Linked DNA regions of Mus musculus: regions 1 and 2 are each linked to region 3. A link is a contact called in public Hi-C and promoter capture Hi-C data. All regions are on one chromosome and are shown on one strand. The core of a region is the stretch at or near the end of the contact, and the rest is flanking DNA. Distances in the headings are between cores, read along the strand shown.

Evidence for each region. Promoter capture Hi-C pulls out the DNA fragments that hold promoters and counts their contacts. Hi-C and Micro-C count contacts between places; a contact is called where the count stands out from the background.
Region 1: a promoter capture Hi-C map of embryonic stem cells shows a contact between it and region 3, with 2.2 times the contacts expected there. The contact joins the promoter of Tarbp1 here to the enhancer-like site in region 3. A contact is called at or near these places in 12 of 39 promoter capture datasets (the 3T3-L1 cell line, 3T3-L1-derived adipocytes, the C10 cell line and 5 more), 1 of 15 datasets of contacts at CTCF or cohesin (the NIH/3T3 cell line), 2 of 484 Hi-C or Micro-C datasets (bone marrow-derived macrophages and hemogenic endothelial cells), 4 of 115 datasets of contacts at active chromatin or transcription factors (embryonic stem cells, fibro-adipogenic progenitors, neural tube and 1 more) and 3 of 9 other capture datasets (adipose tissue, macrophages and pancreatic islet).
Region 2: a Hi-C map of liver shows a contact between it and region 3, with 3 times the contacts expected there. The contact joins two enhancer-like sites. A contact is called at or near these places in 12 of 39 promoter capture datasets (the 3T3-L1 cell line, 3T3-L1-derived adipocytes, the C10 cell line and 6 more), 5 of 15 datasets of contacts at CTCF or cohesin (the NIH/3T3 cell line, embryonic stem cells, large pre-B cells and 1 more), 36 of 484 Hi-C or Micro-C datasets (B cells, the Ba/F3 cell line, the C10 cell line and 24 more), 24 of 115 datasets of contacts at active chromatin or transcription factors (the 230-238 cell line, the HPC-7 cell line, T-cell acute lymphoblastic leukemia and 18 more) and 1 of 9 other capture datasets (embryonic stem cells).

Annotation. Positions count from the first base shown.
Region 1 is chr8:126,473,783-126,477,327 of GRCm38.p6, forward strand. It overlaps Tarbp1 (TAR RNA binding protein 1), which reads right to left and starts at 1,283. Exons shown (of 30, transcript NM_001159907.1): 1 at 473-1,283. The coding sequence starts at 1,283. It also overlaps the pseudogene Gm6091.
Region 2 is chr8:126,495,653-126,499,265 of GRCm38.p6, forward strand. It overlaps Gm51605 (a long non-coding RNA gene), which reads right to left. Exons shown (of 2, transcript XR_003947621.1): 1 at 1,636-3,613; 2 at 1-214. Among named protein-coding and RNA genes, the nearest start is that of Gm51605, 3.2 kb to the right of the region's middle. Within about 2 kb of position 2,114, at least 354 of the 459 cell types and tissues checked have an H3K27ac peak or open chromatin away from gene starts, as enhancers often do. A contact at or near this core is called in 3T3-L1-derived adipocytes, liver and pancreatic cancer cells, where this site is marked.
Region 3 is chr8:126,773,494-126,777,460 of GRCm38.p6, forward strand. No RefSeq gene overlaps it. Among named protein-coding and RNA genes, the nearest start is that of Gm45805, 17 kb to the left of the region's middle. Within about 2 kb of position 1,413, at least 25 of the 459 cell types and tissues checked have an H3K27ac peak or open chromatin away from gene starts, as enhancers often do. A contact at or near this core is called in 3T3-L1-derived adipocytes, liver and pancreatic cancer cells, where this site is marked.

The sequences.
Region 1 (3,545 bases), core at 33-2,532, 300 kb before region 3:
CTATCAGGATGTAAAGGCGTGGAGCAGGCTTGGTTTTACACAGAGCATGCTACCGCGTGTGCGATATCTTAACCTTCACTGGGTCCACTTTTCCCAAAGTGCAGGAGGAGGCCGGTGTAGGGTACCACATGCAAGTGTCAAATCCGCTCAGGATGAGGTGGACGCCCCTTGAAGGCTGGTTTGAGGTAGCAGAGTGTGGCTGGGGCAAAGAGATAAGTAGGTGCCAGTCTGGAGAGATGGTTCAGGGGTTAAGAGCACTTGATGTTCTTCTAGAGGACTGGAGTTTGACTCCCAACACACACATCAGGTAGTTCACAATTGCCTTTAACTCCAGCTCAAGGGGATTTGATGCCCTCCCAAGCATACGCACGTGATGCACATAAACTTACACAGGCACGCGCGCGCGCGCGCACACACACACACACACACACACACACACACAATTTTGTTTTTTAGAGAGACAAGTGGGTACCTTTTGTGTCCTGGGGGCTGCAGGAGCAGTCCACCGCCAGCTCTGCAGACACCTGTACAGCCCTCTGCAGCAGGTAGCGCGCGCGCTTTCGCGTGAGCCCGTCCTGCGCGCGGCCCAGCCCCGCCTGGACGGTTCTCCAGAAGCGGCCGCAGAGACGGGCGTCGAGATCCCCGTGGCGCTCATGGTTGGTCAGCAGCTTCTCGGCCAGTGCGCTCAGCACCAGCAGTTCTGGCCCAGTGCTGCCCTCAGCTCCCGGTCCCGCGGAGCTCAGCGCGTCCCACGCCGCACGCAGAGCCGGTTCTGCGCTCTGTGCCAGCGCGGGCAGCAGGCGCGCTCCCACGGCCGGCGGCGCGTCCCCGGCCAGCGCCAGCTCCACAGACGCGCGCCCCAGGCGACGCAGCAGCGGGGCATCCTCCGGCGCGCGTAAACACGGCGCCACGGCGGCCAGCAGCTCCACGGCTGGCGCGCTCGGCAGCTCGCGCAGCGCTTCTTCGGCCAGAGTGACTGCCAGCTCCGGTCCTGCCAGGCGCGCGCACGAGCGCAGCGCCGCACTCGCCGCTCGGAGCACGCGGGGCCTCGCAGGCCCTCCGCCCTGGGACGCGTGCAGTAAGGGCACCAGGTGGTCCCTGGCCACCTCGTGTGCCGCCTTGGCCAGCGCGCCGGCGCCCGCGCCGCGCTCCTCCAGCCGCTGCAGCACCAGGCGCAGGGTCTCCGCCCGCTCCGCACTCGCCTCCCCGCCGCACAGCGCGCCCAGCAACTCGCCGGGCTCCCGACTCTGCGTTAGAAGCGCGTCCGCCAACACCCGCTCCATTTCGCGGGGAGTAGACCTGTGCGCGTGCGCCGGCCACCCTAAGCGCGAGTGCGCGTGCGCGGCGAGAGGTTCCCACCCACACATACCCTGCCCGGCATAGGACCGCATAAGGTTCCTTCAACTTTGTTGGGAGTGTGATGCCTCCTGCCACTCACAGTTTTTAGTAAAAAGAGTTGCTGCAGACATAGTATTACACCAGTTCCGAAGTTCCCGATTGGAAATAGGCCTAGGGCCTAAATTTTCTAGCTGGCCCTAAATTCACATAGATATCCTGCAATCCCCCCAGATGGCTGCTTTTTAAAAGGGTGCATGTTAAGAGTTACCACAAAGTCTCTAAAACAATGGATCACAAATGAAATCTGGATTTATGTTTTGAAAATAAGTTATGAGAGCTGAGAAGATTGGTCAGTAGGAAAAGGGCATGTTATGAAAGCATGAACATCTGAGTTAGGATCCCATGGAGAGGTAACTACCATCCTGCGTGGTGGAGACACATCTCCCCGCCGCCCCCCCCCTCCCCGACTCCCCCGAGTCGCTGATGAGCCAGTATGGCTGAGATCAGTTCCAGGTCCAGTGAGAGAGCCTGACTCTTTTTTTTTTTTCATTAGTAGTAAACTTTAATATTGTTCACTTTGCACAAGAAAAGTGGCTCACTAAGAGCTGGGGTTCTGAGGAGAGAATGTTTAGGCATAAATGGGGGAGCTGTGAGAGGCCTGGAGCCTTGGTGAGGGTGGGGCTCTGAGACTGAAACCCAGCCACCAACAAGGAAGAAACTAGCCCCACCAGTGTCACAATGGTGGACAGCTCTGTCCTCACCTTTGGCTGAACGCGGGACCCCTAGCCACCAGGCAGGGTCTGGGCTCCAGCCTGCATTGAGGCATCTTGGCAATCAAGAAGGGAACTGAAAACGGCTTCAGCGAGTGGACGATGGATGAGCCCGTTCAAGGCACAGTGTCCATTAGGAATGATAGGCCCGCGCTCCCCCTGCTCTCTGAGAGTCCAACCTGGGTAGGAGCTGGCAGGCCCCAGGTCCCCTCAGTTGGCAGAGTTGTATTGTAGGACTTGCTGAGAGGCAAAGAGCTTCTTGACAGCCAAGGCCTCTCCCGGCTGCCCCAGCACCAGACAGTTCTCTTTGTTGTCTGACCCAGCAGCCTGGGCTGAAGACTTCTTAAAGTAGCACAGGCGGCACACGGAGTGATACTTGTCGGCTCCGCCAATCACCTCCACCTCTTTCTCCAGACCCAGCCTCTTCGTGTAGGCAGCTTCTCGGAAGCACTCCATGCACACAGCGGTGAGCTTCACCACACTCTCCGCCAGGGGCACCAGGTTCAAGATGCTGCCGAAAGCCTTCCTCTGGAAGGTCCCATCCAGTGCTGCCACAATTACTGTCTTGCCCTCGTTGGCCATCATTTCACAGAAATCCACAATGTCAGGAAAAAACTGCCCCTCATCGATGCCAATGACGGCCACACTCAAGGACTCCTGGGTCACATCGCGGAGCATGCAGGCTGGCAATGCGTCAATGGTGTTCCGATCATGTGTGGAGAAGCTGTTGCTATAGCGCGTGTCTTTGGCATACTTGATGACCAGGCACTTGTACTGGGCGATCTGGAAGCGCCGGACTCTTCTCATCAGCTCCGTGCTTTTCCCTGAGAACATGGGCCCGAAAATCACCTGAATCTGCCCCCGGGTCTTGCTGGGGGAGCTGGGCAGCACGGTGGGTAGATTGATGTAGCTCATGGCAGCTGTGCAAACTTTAGCACCGAGAGTCCGTGGGTGGGGATATTTCGCCGCACTGCACGCAGCCTGGAACATTTGCCCGCCAACAACTCAAAAAGCGAGAGCCTGACTCTTAAGAACAAGGTGGAAATCAGGGTATGGGTGACACAAACCTTTAATCCCAGCCCTGGAGAAGCTGAGGCAGGAGGATCACTGGGAATTCAAGGCCAGCCTGGTCTACAGTGTGAGTTCCAAGACAGCCAGGACTACAAAGGATGCCTTGTCTCAAACAAACAAACAAACAAACAAACACAAGGCAGAGGGCGGGGCAGGGGTGGAGTACGCCTTTAATCCCAGCACTTGGGAGGCAGAGACAGGCAAATCTCTGACTTCAAGGACAGTCTGGTCTACAGAGTGAGTTCTGGGACAGCCAGGGCTACACAGAGAAACCCTGTCTGGAAAACAAAACAAAACAAAACAACAACAACAAAAAAAAAAAAACCACGCAAGATAGAGGGTGATAGAGGAAGACACCATACATCA
Region 2 (3,613 bases), core at 864-3,363, 280 kb before region 3:
CTTCCACGTCCCTCCCCTTCCACGCCCCTCCCCTTCCACACCACGCCCCTTCCATTCTACAATATAGACAACTTGATCTTGCGCAGGTAACCACAATGGCCATGCGTTCAGGGGTGCCGCAGTCCAGTCGTGTCCGGAAGACATTTCCCTTGGCCCCTTCCCGATCTCTGGGTGTTATAGTCTTTTCATCTCTCTTCCACGACGGTTGCCAAGCCTTGGGCAGGGAGAATTATATAGATGCTTCATTTGTTGAGCCCTCCAACATTTACTCTCTGACCTCTGATTGGTTGTGAGTTTCTGTGTTAACCGCCATCTACTGCACAAAGGCACTTTTCTGATGGGGGCTGGGAACTACACCAATCCATGGTATACAGTTATAAATTTAAAGGGCAATTTGAGGGCTGGGGAGATGGCTCAGCGGTTAAGAGCACCCACTACCCTTCTGAAAGTCCTGAGTTCAATTCCCACCAACTGCATGGTGGTTCACAACCATCTGTAATGGGATCCGATGCCCTCTTCTGGTGTGTCTAAAGACAGCGACGATGTACACATACAAAGTAAGTAAATAAATCTTAAAGGGCAATTTGATTATTTAGTATAATAATAAGCAGTATGTTCTCTCTGGGATCTTTGGGGCTCCCTGACCACAGCACATGGACAGATTTGTGGTACCAGACATCTGTCTCCTCCTGTGGAGTTGGCCCCAAGTCCAACTGGAAACAATAGCATAACAATTACTGCTATTCACAGGGCTCTCAGCTTGAAAAGATAATTGGTGACATGTTAGCCCTGACTGCCTTTCAGTACTGAGAGCTGGCCACAGGGTTGAAGCTTCCTGGTCCCTACTAACTTGATTTCTCTATTTCCAGTAGCCTATGTGTGTGATGTCTTCAGCAATAGGATCCCCCCATCGAGTCTACTGGGTAACCAGGGGCAGAGGCAACACAATGCTCAAGTCTTAATCCCCAGAAGATCATTTCCTCAGAAGATGGATGCATTTGGGGACAAGGCCTTCAAAGAGATGACTAAGATAAAAAGCAGTCAGGAGGATACGTCCTATTTCAACATGATTGATGTCCTTATAAGAAGTAGATTAGGGTACAGGCAGTCATAGAGTAAAGACCACTGAGGACACGGAGAGATAACGGTTGTACCGTGCCCTTGGGAGGCCTCCAAAGACACCAACTCTAAGAAGGCCTTAACCTCAGACTTCTAGCCCCAGAACAAAGAAAATGTTAACTGAATCACTCATCGTGTGGGACACGACTACCGAAGCCAGAGCCATCTTCACAGCTACTTGGTCACATGTCAGGCCTCCTCCAGGTATCAGAGGCTCTTGATATGGTCTGTGATCTGGTCTATCAGCATGAACACCCATGAGGCTGGTGTTCTGAGGGTGTCAACATGTCCACAGGTGGAGTTTGAAAAGTGTGGGGTTCAGCAGACTAGAGAAGAATGTACATATGTTTCAGGCAGGGGTGAGACAGGGACTCCTGTGCTCAAGTGTTAGTGGAGTCGTGACAGGGAGAACATGGTCTGGGAGGGTGTAAGGCAAGGCAGACTTCTCAGAGCTGTAAGCTCGTGTCAAGTGCTGGCCCTGGGGCTGGGGTGCAGCTGAGTTGCTGGAATGCTTACCTATCAGCCGTGAAGTCCTGGGTTTGATCCCCAGCACGATGGTGTGATGATGTGCCTCTATAATTCAAGCACTCAGGAGGTGGAAACAGGAGAACCAAAACCTCAAGGTCTTTCTTGAACACATAGCAAGTTTGAGACCCTGTCTCTAAAAACTAAACAAAACTGGCCTTGAAGCCATTGAAGTCGTTGTCTGGTTCAAGAAGGATGTGAGGCAGTGAGTATCCGGAGGTATAATGATGAGTAGGAGCGGGCACATCTGACCTCCTTGTCTTCCGTTGGTGTTTTGAAACAGATCTTTAAAAAGCCCAAATGAGTTCCCTCTGAGTTCTCCATTAATGAGAAAAAGGCCCGGATGGTACCTGCAATGCTAGCCAGTGACCACCAGATGGCACTCTGTCCCCGCTGTGCAGGCTCACAGCCCAGGGCCTCAGGAAATGTGTCACTGTGCCTCCTTTGCCCGACACTCCCCCTCCTCCCGCAGCAGTCCCGTGTCTACACCACAGGAAGCTCGTCTTTGGGGACATGTGTGAAACTCCACACCGCCTGGCTTAGCTCTGCCTCCTGTTCCTCCTGGGGACATAGCAAGCAAGATCTCACCTACCCTGAAGAGGCCCGAAGAGTCCTCCAGGCGCTCCCGAGCCTGCGTTCTGGCTAGGCACTGAGCTTCCATTTTGAAATCTGCTGCCCAGGAGAAGCACACCCGATGGAAGAGAAGCATATTTCAGAACTATGTATTGATAGATCTGCACCCCTGGCACGAATGCAGCCCTGCAAACACGGCTACCCTGGCATTTAGACCACTTACAGTGGGGTGTAAGACTGACGTAATCCCCAACCTCGGCCCTGGAGAATTAATGAGTTGTTCATGCCATGAGCCGTGAAAGAAAGACTTGCACTGGGGTGGGCGGTTACTGCTTGCCCAGAGTGGCGGAATGAGCCATGGGGCTGGAGGCCAAAGGACTCGGGCCACCCATGCAGGGAATTAACTCCCAGAGATCCATCGCAGGCACGGAGGGCACGGAGCAATCGCTCCATTTGAAGTTTGCATGCCTCTCGGCCCTGCACATCTGAGACTTGGGGTCCATCCCATAGGAACCAGTCCATGACCAAAATCTGGCCGTTGAAAATCTACTGTTGTCAAGCTCTGGCTTTTAGGCAGAGAGCCCTGTCCTTGCTTTCAACTCCAAAAGCAATGAATAATTAATCATCACATTCTTGAATAGAAAGGACGTTTCAATGGATGAGTGACACTTTCAATAGGGTTCTCTGATATTTGCTGTTGCTTCCTTCTGTCTGAAGCAGGACCCCAGGAGTGAAAGGAAGCGAAGACAGAGGCAACATTGTGTTTATTACCGGCTGTGCTTTTGACCCATCAGAAACTGGAGTGGATAGAGAGCAGCTGGATCGGATATTTACCTTGGCACCTGCCCCGCACCAGGCTCTCTCTCTCTCCCATATGTTATATAAGCAGTTTCATGCTCCATACTCGGGGCAATGCTTGGCAGTTGGCTTTGAACCTTTTGTGTGAGTGTATGTGTGCACATATGCCTATGGGTGCCTGTGTGTATGTGTTGCTTGTATGTGTATACATGTGTGTGAAAGGCCAGAAGGCAATCCCAGGTGTCCTTTCTTCATACTATCTGTATTATTTTTTTGAGACTCTTTGATCTGACCTCACCAAGCAGACTAGACTGACTGGCCAGTGAGGCCAAGGGATCTATCTACCTGAGTCCTTGTCTTAGTTAGGGTTTTACTGCTGTGAACAGACACCATGACCAAGGCAACTCTTGTAAGGACAGCGTTTCATTGGGGCTGGCTTACAGGTTCAGAGGTTTAGCCCATTATCATCAAGGCAAGAAGCATTGGCAGCATTCATGCAAGCATGTTGCAGGAGGAGCTGAGAGTTCTAAGTCTTCATCCAAAGGCAGACAGGAGACTAGCTTCCAGGCATCTAGAATGAGGGTCTCCAAGCCTACCC
Region 3 (3,967 bases), core at 163-2,662:
TCTTGTAGCAACGGATGACCTAGAACTTCTGATCCTCCTGCTCCCATGTCCAGAGTGCTGGGATCAGAGGCATGTGCTGTCATATCCAGCTTATATTTCGTTCCTATTTGCCGCTCTGCTGCCTGCCCCATCTGTCTGGCACTTTCCTTTCCCCAGAGAGCCTCTCCTGCTCTCACACCACATGAATTCCATCACCCTCTCCTGTCCTCACAATACTTTCCTCATCTCTCCTCCCTTTGTTTTTTCAACCCTGCCTATCTAGAGTCTTCACATGAGAACACACACATACACACACACACACACACATGGCTTCATGTGCAGGCCTTTAAAGCCTGAGCTTTGATAACACAGGCAGACGGGGAAACTGAGACTCAGCCAAAGGAAAATGCTAGAAGCATACCTGTCAGTCACCAGAGACAGAGCCAGAGAAGGTTGGCTTTCTCCTTAGCATGGTGAACGCTTTGTTCTCCCTCCCTGGAGCCCCCTCACCCACTAGTTAGAAACACGGTGCCTGTCACTACCTTCTTCACCGACATAGCCTTTGTAAGAATTACAGAAAGTCGTGTTGGGATGTCTCAGCAGGCAAAGGTGCTTGCCTCTAAGCCTGAGGACCTGAGTTCAATCCCTGACACCCACTCAGGGGAAGAAGAGAACCAACTCCTGAAGGTTGATTCCTGATCTTCACACGTGGACAGTGGTACAAGTGTAGCCCTTCTACATCTGATGGGAACATTTCCTTACCTAGTAGAAGATGAGCATTATCTAGGGCCATAATGAGTTGGGTGTCTCCCCAGAGAGTGTGTGATGACCCCTCTACATCATCTTGCCCTTGGACAAATTGGTTAACTTCCATGGAACATTATTTTTTTTTAAAGTCCCATGCAGAGTGTGTGTTACCTGACCTGTCTCTGGGAACGTGTTGGCCGTGTTCCTACCTCTTCTTCCAGAAAACGTCTATGTATCCTTCAAGATATGGGGCAGAGGTCACCTCTTCCAGGGAGCACCCTAGCTCCCTAGCTATATGAGATGGATGCCTTTCTGTCCCCTGGAACACTGGGTGTTCTCCCGTTGTGGTACTAACGGTGTGACTCTGTAATTCAGTGGCGATCTTCTGGCCAGCAGGGTGGGTTTTGGATTCCTAGATCTCAGGCGAGGTCTAACCCAGGGCAGAGTTTCAAAAAAAAAACTTCATTGAACAAATAAGTCATGAAGCTGAATTTCCCTTGCCCAAGCCATGTTTTCTTACCTGCTCACACTGTAACATATAAATTATGCCTTTGAAAATAACCTTAGAGATGGCAAGATTGCTAGTCAGGTGAGAAATCAAGGCAAGGGGCAGAGACTGTGCCACCCTGCCATGCCCAGCCCTCCTTCAACTGCCTCACTCGATGACACATTAAACTGGAGAGAGGAGGGCAGGCCTCCTGCCCCAGCCAAGCCGTAAAATGTAACGGCAAGAAACCGTGCCCTACTTTCAAGCCATATAAATCCCTGCCAGTCAGATCATGCCAGTTGGTGGACTTCGACCAGAAATATCAATAAGCCTAGGGGGAAAAAAAAACTGGAGGGCAAAGTTGATCCTGCTGTAAGCCAGTCCTAAACATCCAAACTGCAGTGTCATGGTGAGTGTCAAAGGTCATCTGGTCTACCGTCTGACCTGTGTTGAAATCCCTCTGGTCCCACAAGGGATTCAAACTCGTAGGACCTAAGGTTTTTAAGGGGCAGAGATAAAATTTCTTCTATGATGGCACTAAGAGACTCATGCCATCGGGTTTGCTGCCATGGAGACCAGAGAGGTTACACTTACTTTAGAAGGCCCATTCTCCAGAGGAGTGACAGGTCTGCTCTACGCAATCAAGGGCACTTAGAATAAAATGCTCTTCTGGCAACCAAGTAGTTCTCAGCCATCTCTGGAGTCCCAGGTCTTGGGTGAGACCTGACTCGGGGTAGAGACTCAGAAAGAGCTAACCAAATAAATAAACCATAAAACTGGATTACAAGGGCATACATAAGAAGCCAGAGCCACGTGCAGGGAGTGCCCCAGGAAAACTGACCCCAAGCCTTCAGTGGAATCTGACCATGAACTTGCTTTCAAATAAACAGCCATGAGAAACTATTGGGACAACTGGGTTTTGTTCTGTCCTGTTTTGTGAAAGATAGCCAGCTGCCCATGTTTAACAGGTGCCTTACCACTGAGCTATATCTCAAGCCTTTCCCATTTTTTTTTTTGAGATAAGGTCAAATTATACAGCTGAAACTGGTCTCAAACTCTTGCCTCCATCTCCCGAGGGTTGATACTACAGACATATATGATCTCACCCATTGAGCATCTTCAGTGTGTCCTAAGGACTGGATCATAGCAAGGAATGGTGGTCATTTGGGGAACCTCATGGGTATCAAATCATTAAGTCTGTGAAATATGGAATATAGAAACTGACACGACATTTTCAAATGATTAGGTGGAGGCTGACAGGTATAGGTGACGCAGGTTCAGTGACACGTTGGTGGCACACCTTGGCATTGTCACCTTGCGTTCTACTTCCGAGAATCTTTGGGAAGTTCATGAAGTAGACAAGCTAAGAAGAGCAATGTGAGGTGGCAGATGGTGGAGGACTTGGAAGCAAGCAAGACCTCAAGGTGTTAAAAGCCAGGGATGTCATTTAGGTCCCTAGCTGACAGAGATGTCATTTAGGTCCCTAGTCCCACCGAGGCCTAGGAATAGGATGGGCCAATTGCGGCTCAGAAGCCCCAGTCAGATATCCAAACAGGCATCCTATGGAACATCAGAGCCATCTGTGTTGATTGGCTTCTCAGGGGTGTGGAAAACACAGAGAGCCAGGATGCTAGAATAAGACTCATGGGTATTGGGTACTTCATGCAGGCCATGGGCAGGTATATCACAACTTTCCAAAACAATCTATCAGTTCTCGTTCCAGCCCTGACCTCAAGGACAGTCTCCTGTCCCCTTCTGAGCTTGCACACAGCCAGGCTACCTCCAGAGAGGCCACAGCTCTGGTGGGGCAGCACTTTCCCTCTCTGGGAACTATGGGATGTAATTCCTATTGTCCTCTTCCAGGTGCTCTGCATAGCTAGAGAGGGTAGGCTAGCCCAGAGTAGAGCATGAGGTTCCCTGCCCAGTACAGAATCAACCTGCTTTTCCTCCAGCTCCTCCTGCCGGTGTCCTGGAGCTCTCTTTGCCTAGTACTGTGTATGGAATAAAGTGGGACTCCTGGGGCCTAGCCCACTGCTACTGCCTTCTCAGTATGATTCTACCCTAGTTCATCTTCTCAGAGGCCACCAGGGCCCTCTGCTGGGGAAGGGAGGGGCCTGAGGGCTATCACACCACTGTACCGCTTCATCTCTAGACCTTATTATGTATGCCTCTAGCTTGTCCTTTTTTTGTTTTGTTTTGTTTTGTTTGTTTTTGAGATTTTGGGAAAAAATGAAACTGGTCTAATCCACAGCACAGCCTTGACCTTCACCTCTGGTGTGTGACCACTGAAGCTAAGAGGCATTCAGAAATTGCTCATGGCAATTGGTGAGGTGGGCGGTTTCCCTTCCACAAACTTATCTGCACTCTACAGCCCCGGTAACTAACTGCCCAGCGTTGCAAAATCAGAGAGAAAATATTTACAATGACAGTTGACCCCCCCCAAAAAAAAACTCCCATGAGATCAACGATCAACTTGACCTGATCTCCTCCAGATGAGATAGCTTCAGACAGGGACTACAATCTCTCCATGCCTTAGGGAGGGGAGGGGTTAAATAGTACAAAGAGCTCTGGAATCATACCCAGGCGTGAGCTCGAAGAATCCGCCAATGCACAACCCCGCCCCACTTGCCTGGATGTTGGAACTCAGAGTTCATCTCAGCTTGTGTCTTCCACATCAGACCATTCTGCAGGCAGTGTGGGAACACCTGAAGAGTGCTTCTCGAATACTGGTCTGACTTTTCCACCTTTGGATGG